2 separate regions of the Macaca mulatta genome follow, and region 1 is linked to region 2. A link is a contact called in public Hi-C data. All regions are on one chromosome and are shown on one strand. Each heading gives the region's core, a stretch centred on a gene start, on an enhancer-like site or on the middle of the called end of the contact. The rest is flanking DNA. Distances are from core to core; before and after follow the strand shown.

Region 1 (5,034 bases), core at 278-2,777, 100 kb after region 2:
GTCATAAAGACCTTGCTGATAAAAGTTTACAGTAAGGAAGCCGGCTAAAACCCACCAAAACCAAGATGGCAATGAGAGTGACTTCTGGCTGTCCTCAGTGCTACAACTTCCACTGTCAGAGGTGGTTGAACTAGGGCAACTCTATCTTTAGTAGGGGTAGATAGAGTTGGGTAAAATAAGGCTGAGACCTGCTGGCCTTCATTCCCTGGAGGTTAAGGCATTCTTAGTCACAGGATGAGATATGAGGTTGGCACAAAATACGTGTCATAAACACCTTGCTGATAAAACAGGTTGCAGTAAACAAGCCGACTAAACCCACCAAAACCAAGATGTGTGATGAGAGCGACCTCTGATTGTCCTCACTGCCCACCAGTGGCCATGGCAACATCAGGAAGTTACCCTATATGGTCTAGAAAGAGGAGGCATGAATAATCCACCCCTTGTTTAGCATATAATAAAGAAATAACCATAAAAATGCGCAACCAGCACCCTCGGGGCTGCCCTGCCTATGGATTAGCCATTCTTTATTCCTTTACTTTCCTAATAAACTTGCTTTCACTTTATGCATTCGCCTCGAATTCTTTCTTGTGCGAGATCCAAGAACCCTCTCTTAGAGTCTGAGATCCAGACCCCTTTCCAGTAACAAAAGGTCTTGGACTGAAGTACTGACTCCACAGTCTTTAAGTATCCTAGTTATTTAATAGTTGCGGTCTCGGGCTCTTGTTGGGTCGCGGTGGGTTCTGGGAAGTGTAGTTCGCCTGAGTCTCCAGTTCCTTGTCTCTGGGCGGTGTGTGCACGCCAGCGAGGCACTGTGGGAGTCGTAGTACGGGAGGAAAACCCTATACCCTCTCTCGTGGGCCGCAGGAGTTTGGGGGAAATCTAGTCGCTAAAGCCCTACATAGTCTTCCGGCTTTGGGCGTGGCCGCGATGCACTCTGGGAGTCGTAGTAGGGGAAGACAGTCCTCCGCCCTTTTGCGCAGGGTCGCAGGAGGTTCTGGGAAGTGTAGTTGCCTGAAGCTCGTGTTCTTTGTCTTTCGGTGATGTGCGCGTGGCCTCAAGGCACCCTGGGAGTTGTAGTGGGGCGGGGAAAGTCATTTGCTTTCTCCAGCGGGGTCGCGGTTGTTTCTGGGAAGTGTGGTTGCCTGAGTCCCGCGTTCTTCGTTTCTCGGCTGGTTGTGCGTGTGGCCGAGAGGCACGCGGGGAGTTATAAGAACCGAAAGCCCTGTGTGGTCTCCCGCGGGGGGCCGCGGTTGTTTCTGGGAAGTGTGGTTGCCTAGGTCCCGAGTTCTTTGTTCCTAGGCTCTGGCGTGGGAGGACAGCCCTATGCTCTGGAGCGCGGGGCCGCGGGGCCTTCTGGGAATTGTAGTTGTCCCAGGCCCTCGTTCTTTGTTTCCTCGCGCGGGAGCGCGGCGCTCTGGGAGATCCAGTAGGAACGAAAACCGTATGCCCTTGCGCGCAGGGCCGCATTTCTGGGAATTGTAGTTTTTGAGGCAGGCGGCCTGGTGGGGTGACGTCCGCGAGGCTTCTGAAGACGCATTCCTGCGACGCCCGCGGTGGGGCCCTCGGGGGCGGCTCCGAGCGTCTGGCCTGTGTAGGCAAGGAAAGGAGAACCCCGGTCTGCGCCGGATGGCCCCGGGCGGTGACTCGGTCCGGAGCCCCGGAACGCGACACCCACCTGGCCGGAAGCACAACGGAAACGCGCCGTCCTGTGGCCACTGTTAGGTGGCCGGGTTCTGGGGAGGCGCGCCGTGGCAGGAGGAGAAAGCCGGCGCCGGTGGTCCAAGCGCCCTCTCTCGGGGCCCCGCTCTCTACGTGGGAGGCGCGGAGCGGGGACCACGGGAATCCCCAGTGCGGGATCTAGTGACTTGGGCGCGGCCTAGCTGGCCCGTTCGCTCAGGGCTCCTCTCTCTGCCAGGTCTGCCATTTTACACTTTCTGATCTCCTCGGTCCCTTCTGTGAGCTATGTCTCAGGTAAGCTGATGATATATATATATATATATATATATATATATTTTTTTTTTTTTTTTCTTTGAAAGACAGAGACAGGGTCTCCTCCTGTCGCCCAGGCTGGAGTGCAGTGGGGCGATCATAGCATCCTGTAACCTCAAACTCTTGGCCTCAAGTGAGCCAACCCATTGAGCCTGTCTCCTCTTTTCTTTGTGAAGTGCAGCCGTATTTTTCAGGACTTGGGACGTGGCTTTCTCTTACAACCACCTGCCTGGCGGAACCCCAGGACCCTGTCCCCTGTTCCTCCTTTTCAGGTGCTTATACTTAAGTATACATGAAGAGAGTGACAGGAAACTATCCAGATGTGGGCGGGATTTCTGACCTGGCTGGTATGTTTTAGGGTGGGAGGGTAGGGTGCCAGCTGTTACATTGCCTCTTCTTCCCACAGTATTAGAACGAGGAGTGCTTTGCGTTACTCCAGCGCCCCTTCATTCATTTATTGAATATGTTCTTACTGAACCTCTACTTTCAGTGGTTCCCACAGTGTGATCCTTGGACCAGCAGTATCAGCATCATCTGAGAACTTGTTAGAAATGAATATTCTTGAGTCCTACCCCAGACCTTCTGAATCAGAAACTGGGAATTTGGCCCAGCAATCTAACAGTCCTTCCAAGTGCTTCTAACGCTCAGCTCATTCTATGTCTGGAGGATGCAGAAGTGACCAAAACAAAATCTCTGAACCCATAGAGCTCATTTTTCTGACATGACATAAGGAACACATTTTTATTTTGATTGGGGCTAAGAGTTTGGCTGGTAATTGTGCTTCACAGCAGTGGGGATAACAGGGTCAACTATTCAAAATGAGTCCCTCATTTTCAGTTCCACTTCTTTGTCCTACTTTTTGTCATACTTCTCTCCAAATTCAGAGGCTTTCTGAGTTTTTCTAGGGAATCCAATTTTCACCTCTGCTGCAGATCTTGCTGTGTAGGAAACAGCTGCTTTATTAGTCAACAGTCTTTAATCACTTTTTTATTAAACTTCAAAACTGTAAAATATAACTGCCATCCATCTGGGGCTGCTACTAGTTTGAGACCTTTTAAATTCCCATTCATGCCTTATAGATCTATGTGGATCACTCAAGTGGTGCAAAACCAGGCTGCAAAGCAAGGGCTTCTATATTTTTCTCCCTAACTCCGAGGGAAAGTGCTTTAGGTTCTATCCTGGGAGGTGTTACATTCTCTTCTTGCAGAATCAAGATTCTTTACTGCCTATCCTCCTTGTTCTGTGACATTGACAAAATTACCACTAAGTTTCACAGGTATTTATTTAGGATTAGGGGTGACTGGAACAAACTTGAGACTATATGCCCCATTTGAAGGGTTCTGCTATTATCTGCTATAGCCAATTATTACCCTGAAGAAATTCTGGCTGAATTATATTAAAATAGGCTGATATTGGCCGGGCGCGGTGGCTCACGCCTGTAATCCCAGCACTTTGGGAGGCCGAGGCGGGCGGATCACAAGGTCAGGAGATCGAGACCACGGTGAAACCCTGTCTCTACTAAAAATACAAAAAATTAGCCGGGCGCGGTTGTGGGCGCCTGTAGTCCCAGCTACTCGGGAGGCTGAGGCAGGAGAATGGCGTGAACCCGGGAGGCGGAGCTTGCAGTGAGCCGAGATCGCGCCACTGCACTCCAGCCTGGGCTGGGCGACAGAGCGAGACTCCGTCTCAAAAAAAAAAAAAAAAAAAAAAAAAATAGGCTGATATTAAGGAAAATATACATTATTTATTAACATAAAGGAATACTGTAAAATCTTAAGAATTTTTACAACCAATGCCAAAAATCCATATTGTTCATATGTATAATCCTTTATTTTGAACAAAACTGTAAATTGTCTCAGGACAGATAATTTATGTTTTTTCTCCTTTTCTCCAGTTATGCAACAAAACACAAAAGCTAGGCTCTTCATTATATAATTACTCAGAATTCTGAAAACTCCCATTGTTGCTACTTAGACACATTGCCTAACCTCCAGAGTGAGACTCATTTTATACTTGCAGGGAGTTTGGGAGCATGGGTCCTGGTCATGCAGATATCTGTGTGTCATTTCAGGGGTCAGTGACATTCAGAGATGTGGCCATAGACTTCTCCCAGGAGGAGTGGAAATGGCTTCAGCCTGCTCAGAGAGATCTGTACCGATGTGTAATGTTGGAGAACTATGGCCATCTGGTCTCACTGGGTAATTATTCCTCTTCATCTCCCTCAAGTCAAAATTTGACCTTTAGGGTGGCTGTTACAATTATCTGGCTGAATATTCCCAAGATAGGTATGGGGTTTCTTAAAATTAGTAAGATGGGGACGTAAGTGTACCTTATTTTTAGACATTTTAAAAACTTCCATCTGACATTTCTTTTGTGGCCCTTGTTAGGATTCAACAACTGATTTTGAATTTATTTCATTTTCTGCAAGCAGGTCTTTCCATTTCTAAGCCAGATGTGGTTTCCTTATTGGAGCAAGGGAAAGAACCCTGGCTGGGGAAAAGGAATGTGAACAGAGACCTGTTTTCAGGTGAGTGAGTTGGAAGCTGATGGGAAAATTTTTTTAAACCACTCAACTAGTCAATGAGAAAGGAATACTTTTTAATATGTTGATTGGAAAATTTTCCCTTAAAGATACCAGAGATAGGCCGGGCGCGGTGGCTCACACCTGTAATCCCAGCACTTTGGGAGGCCAGGGCAGGTGGATCACAAGGTCAGGAGATCGAGACCATCCTGGCTAACATGGTGAAACCCTGTCTCTACTAAAAATACAAAAAATTAGCCGGGTGCGGTGGCGGCGCCTGTAGTCCCAGCTACTTGGGAGGCTGAGGCAGGAGAATGGTGTGAACCCGGGAGACAGAGCTTGTGGTGAGCCGAGATTGTGCCACTGACTCCAGCCTGGGAGACAGAGCGAGACTGTGTCTCAAAAAAAAAAAATACCAGAGATATAAAGACTGAAGTTTCACTTACAACTCCATAAAGGACTACTTCATACCCAGTTCTCTTTGTTTTTTCTATATTACGTAACAGCTAACATACTCAACCAGT
Region 2 (5,565 bases), core at 1,481-3,980:
TGGTATATATTCCATTTGGTCATGTTATAAAATCCTTTTTGTACGTTGCCAGATTCAGTTTACTAACATTTTTCTTAAACAGCTTTATTAAGTTATAATGGATATAGAATAAACTGCACATATTTAAACAATTTGGTAAGTTTTCACACGAGTAAACACCTGCAAAACCAGTTTGAGGAGAAAAAGAGTCCAAGCCTGTTAAGAATTTTTGTGTCTATGTCTATGGTACTACACACCATAGGAATATTGGTGTGTAGTTTTATTTTGTTTTTCCCTTGTGATGTCTTTGTCTAACTAGTATGACAATAATACTGGCTTCATAGAATAAGTTGGGAAGTATTCCCTCTCATCTATTTTCTGAAATAATTTCTGAAGAATTATCCTTTCTTCTTTAAATATTTGATGGAACTCACTAGTGGAGCCATCCACTCCCAGATTTTCTCTGTGGGAAAATTTTTAATTAATTAATTTCTTTTTTTGAGACAGGGTCTCATTCTGTTGCCCAGACTGGAATGCAGTGGTGGGATCATGGCTTACTGCAGCCTCAACCTCTCAGGATCAAGCATTTCTCCTGCCTCAGCCTCCCAAGTAGCTGGGATTACAGGTGTATGCCACCACACCTGGCTAATTTTTAAAATTTTTAATTATTAGGAGTATATAGTAGGTGTATACATTTATGGATTACATGAGACATTTTGATATAGAATGCATATTATTATGCAATGCATAAAAATCACATCAGGGAAAATGGGGTATCCTCAAGCATTTATCCTTTGTGTTACAAGCAATCCAATTATACTTTTAGTTATTTTAAAATGTACAATTAAATTATTTTTGAGTATATCCTGTTGTGCTAGAAAATATTAGGTCTTATTCTTTCTATTTTTTCTACCGAATGACCATTTCTATCCCCCCCAGTGTCCCACTACTCTCCAGCTGCTGGTAACCATCTTTCTACTCTTCATCATCATGAGTTCAATTGTTTTAATTTTTGGCTCCCACAAATAAGTGAGAATATGTGAAGTTTGTCTTTCTCTGCCTCGCTTATTTCACTTAATATAATGATCTCCAGTTCCATCCATGTTGTTGCAAATGACAGGATCCATTCTTTTTTATGGCTTCCTAGTACTCCATTGTGTATATGTATCACATTTCCTTTATTCATTAACCTGTTGATTGGCACTTCAGTTACTTCCAAATCTTGGCTATTGTGAATAGTGCTGCAATAAACAAGGGAGTGCAGACAGCGCTTAAATATACTGATTTTCTTTCTTTTGGGTACATACCTAGGAGTAGGATAGCTGGATTGTATGGCAGTTCTATTTTTATTTTTTTGAGGAACCTCCAAACTCTCCACAGTGGTTGTACTAATTTACATTCCCACCAAGAGTGTACAGGTGTTCCCTTTTCCCCATAACCTCACCAGCATTTATTATTGCTTGTCTTTTGGATAATAGTCATCTTAACTGGGGTGAGATAATATCTCATTGTAGTTTTGATTTGCATTTCTCTGATGATCAATGATATTGTGTACCTTTTCATATACCTGTTTGCCATTTGTATGTCTTCTTTTGAGAAATGTCTATTCAGATGTTTGGCTTTTTTTTTTTTTGAGACAGGTTTCACTCCTGTCATCCAGGCTGGAGCACAATGGTGCAATCTCGGCTCACTGCAACCTCGGCCTCACGGGCTCAAGCAATTCTGCTGCCTTAGCCTCCCAAGTAGCTGAGACTACAGATGCATGCCACTGCATCCGGCTGACTTTTGATATGTTTTGTAGAGACGAGGTTTCGTCATGTTGCCCAGGCTAGTCTCCAACTCCTGGGCTCATGCGATCCACCCACCTCAGCCCTCCAAAGTGCTGGGATTACAGACGTGAGCCATCGCCTGGCCATTTTGCACATTTTTAAATCTCGAAAGGTTAATCTACAATAGTGGTATTATCTGTGGGAGTAATTGGGGAAGCTGCATATCTTGTGACCAATCTACATCTTAGAATTCAGGCTCCTCTCCTCCCCCCAGCTTTGTGGTCTCTCATAGGTTTACAAAGGCAGTTGAGTTTTGGAAAAGGGTTATCATTTAAACTATAACCTAAGTGTCTTCCAAAGTTAGCTTGGCCTAAGCCCAGAAGAGCCAAAGGCGCGTGGGGTCGCGGGTTTGATTAGATTAGACCTCCCCCACGGCGATAATTTTCTCACTGATATAATTTTTGCAAAGGCAGTTTCATTATTGGTGTGGTTCTATTTATTTGTCTTTAACATCTACTATAGTTTCTTCTTTATGAAGTTGGTTACTCTATTATTTGGTGCACTGATTTCCAAACTGTTATTTAACCCTACGAATTGCAGCTTTTAGCTTTACAAAGCGTCCTTTTTTGCTGTGCCTTCTGGTCTGAACCCTATCTTGTTTGATATCAAGACCTCAGCACGCCTGCGTCTCTGCTGGGGTCAGACTTTGACTCAGTTCTACAGGCCCTGGGAAACTGGGCGTCCGGGCTCCGAGGATGGTACTGAACCTGGCGCAGCCGGGGGAGGGTGAACCAGGTGCCGCTGACGGAGCCCCCTCCCAACCTTCCTTTCCTGTCAGGCTGTGCCCCTCTCCAGATACGCTGCAGCCGGAAGTCAGGCCCGTAACTAGGGAGCCTTCGCCGAGGATTGTGGGAGATGTAGTTTTTCCGGGCGCTGTGGCGTCCTGGCGCATCGACGCATGACGCACTTCCGCGTGCGCCACACACCCTGTCTTAGTCGGGTGCGCGCGTGCGGGGCTGTTTCCGGGTTAGACTCAGTGGACCGAAATCTGGCCAGTGGGTGAACCTGGCTAGCCTCTGTGACCGCGGAGGCGCGGAGCTAAGCGGCTGGGATTATCCGGGGCAGACCAGGGACTTGACCAGCTAAACACCTCCGTCGGTTCGGGGCGTGGACGGAGCCAGGCTAGCCGCCTGCTCTCCCGAGTCAGGGCTGCTGAACGGCACAAATCCATCGGTGCGACTCCTGGTACCCAGACCGGGAGGCCGTCTAGTCACGCGCGCTCCGCGTTGGGCGAGAGCTGAGGAGCCGGCGTCCCTGCGAGCGACTCAGCCCCGGGACGGTCAGGTGCCTGGGGCCCAGGACCCGCACCTGTCTTCGTGCGGACGCATCCCTCGCGGTCTCTCCGCAGCCCGCGGGTCCTGCCCCCTAGGCAGCGCACGAACGTGGGCGTGGGGATGGCCACCAGTTTCCGGACAGCTTCGTGCTGGGTAAGTAGAGACTTTCCGTGTTTAAAAGTCGACTGGATACTGAGGGTGGCCACGTTGATCTCTGCAGGGTTACTCCCGGGAACTGAACTCACGTTCACCTGTAATTGTGTCCATAGTTCACTAGACTACCCTCCCCGCCAAACCGAAGCTCCTCTAAAGCTCACCCAAGCTCTGGTCCTGCAGAAACGTGCCTCGTGGTAATCTGTGACGGGCAATTATACAGCACTTCATTGCCAGCTGCGGGCCCTGAAATCTGAGGATCCTCCATCTTTTCGTGTTTTCTACAGAAAGTTGTCTTACGCAGACCGTTGGAACTTCGTTGGAGAAATTACCAGTTCCTCCTCTTTCGTTTGGCCAAATGCTTGTTTATGGAGTGTCTTTTTGTGTGCTGAACTCTAGAGCTGGTGCTGGCAATGCAGAGATAAGTTATGTATGTTCCTGATTTTAGAGGAGCTTTGGTTTGGTGGGGAGGGTAGTCTAGTGAACTGTGGACACAATTACAGGTGTATGAGTAGGGAGAAAAGGCTAGGAGCGGAGCTCGAGAGTCCAAGAGGTAAGGGGCGGGCCAGGGGATCATCTGGACTTTATGAATGATTGACGGAGTGAACCAGAGGGGAGACTTTACAAGGGACTTGATTGCCAAATCCATTGCACTCGGTGAGTGGTGGCGACGACGTTGCCGGATGTTGTGCTCTGCCACTGAGCTATACAGCTGGAGACTAGGAAAGCTGTTAGAAGAGGGACCCTGGGAGAGACTTTCGCAGGTGTTGAATATCCAATGCCTATATTTCAGCCTGTAACTCACATGGGAGGTCTAAACTGGAAATATCTAAAGACACCTTACTGTATTCGTGGAAGCTCAGAGTGTGACCAACTAGAACCCTCAAGAGGACCGAGGTGAGGACTCAAGTTAATGAAAGGAAAGGACACAGTGAGGAAGGCTGTGGTGCTAAAGAAGTGAGAGAAAGTTAGGAGTGGATATTTCCCCCCTGTGAGTTTGTTCCTTTGTCAGAGATCAGTTGACTATATTTATATGGGTCTATTTCTGGGCTCTTTATTGAGTTCTGTTGGTCTATTTGTTCTTTCACTAATACCACACTACCACACTGTCTTGATTTTTGTAGCTTTAAAATAAGTGTTTTTTGTTGTTGTTGAGACGGGAGTCTCGCTCTGTCGCCCAGGCTGGAGTGCAGTGGAACAGTCACAGCTCATTGCAGCCTCGAACTCCTGGGCTCAAGGGATCCTCCCGCCTCAGCTTCCTGAGTAACTGGGATTACAGGCACGTGCCACCACATCTGGTTAATTAATTTTTTTTTCTTTTTTTGGTACAGATAGGGTCTCACTGTGTTACCCTGGCTGGCCTGCAACTCTTGGCCTCAAGCACTTCTTCCTCCTTGGCCTCTCAAAGCATTGGTGGGATAACAGGTGTGAGCCACCGTGCCCAGCTTATAAGTCTTGAAGTCAGGTTCATTCTCCCAACTTTATCCTTCTGCTTCAGGATCCTGTTAGCTAATCTAAGTCTTTTGTCTGTCTAAATTTTATAATCAGTTCGTTAACATCTGCAAAATAACTTGCTGGGATTTTAACTGACAGTGCATTGAATCTGTAGATCAGGCTGGGAAGAGCTGAAGTCTTGAATATTGAGTCTTCCTATCCATGAACATGTTATATCTATCTAGTTCTTAGTTTTCGTTCAGCAGTGTTTGGTAGGTTTTCTCATATAGATTTTATATAATATCATTATATATTTTGTTAGACTTACGCCTAAGTATTTCATTTTTGTGTGTGCTACTGTAAATGGTATTGTGTTTTTTATTTCATATTCAGCTTACACCTGTGTACAAGAAAGGGGTTGACTTTTGTACGTTAACTTTGTATCCTGCTGCAACCTTGGTATAATCACTTAGTTCCAGGAGTTTTTTGGTGATTTTTTTTTTTTTGAGATAGAGTCTCTCTCTGTTGCCCAGGCTGGAGTGCAGTGGCGCGATCTCGGCTCACTGCAACCTCTGCCTCCTAGGTTCAAGTGATTCTCCTGCCTCAGCCTCCCGAATAGCTGGGACTACAGGCTCATGCCACCACTCCCAACTAATTTTTTTGTATTTTTAGTAGAGATGGAGTTTCACCATGTTAGCCAGGATGGTCTCGATCTCCTGACTTCATGATCCGCCCACCTTGGCCTCCCAGAGTACTGGGATTACAGGCGTGAGCCACCGTGCCCAGCCACTATTACTATTTTGAACAGACTAGGTCAACTAAGAATAAGAAAAATAGCTAGGCATGGTCAGGTATGGTGGCTCAGGCGTGGTAGCTCAGGCCTGTAATCCCAGCAC

The links. A called contact is a pair of places that touch in the nucleus more often than the background predicts.
Region 1: a Hi-C map of liver shows a contact between it and region 2, with 2.1 times the contacts expected there. The contact joins the promoter of ZNF140 here to the promoter of ZNF26 in region 2. A contact is called at or near these places in 3 of 14 Hi-C or Micro-C datasets (CD4 T cells, blood and liver).

The regions. Positions count from the first base shown.
Region 1 is chr11:140,424,897-140,429,930 of T2T-MMU8v2.0, forward strand. It overlaps ZNF140 (zinc finger protein 140), which reads left to right and starts at 1,528. Exons shown (of 4, transcript XM_077955954.1): 1 at 1,528-1,971; 2 at 4,421-4,516. All of the region lies in intron 1 of ZNF268 (zinc finger protein 268), which reads left to right.
Region 2 is chr11:140,324,118-140,329,682 of T2T-MMU8v2.0, forward strand. ZNF26 (zinc finger protein 26) reads left to right here and starts at 2,731. Exons shown (of 4, transcript XM_077955944.1): 1 at 2,731-3,235. The region is part of intron 1 of ZNF268 (zinc finger protein 268); the gene reads left to right.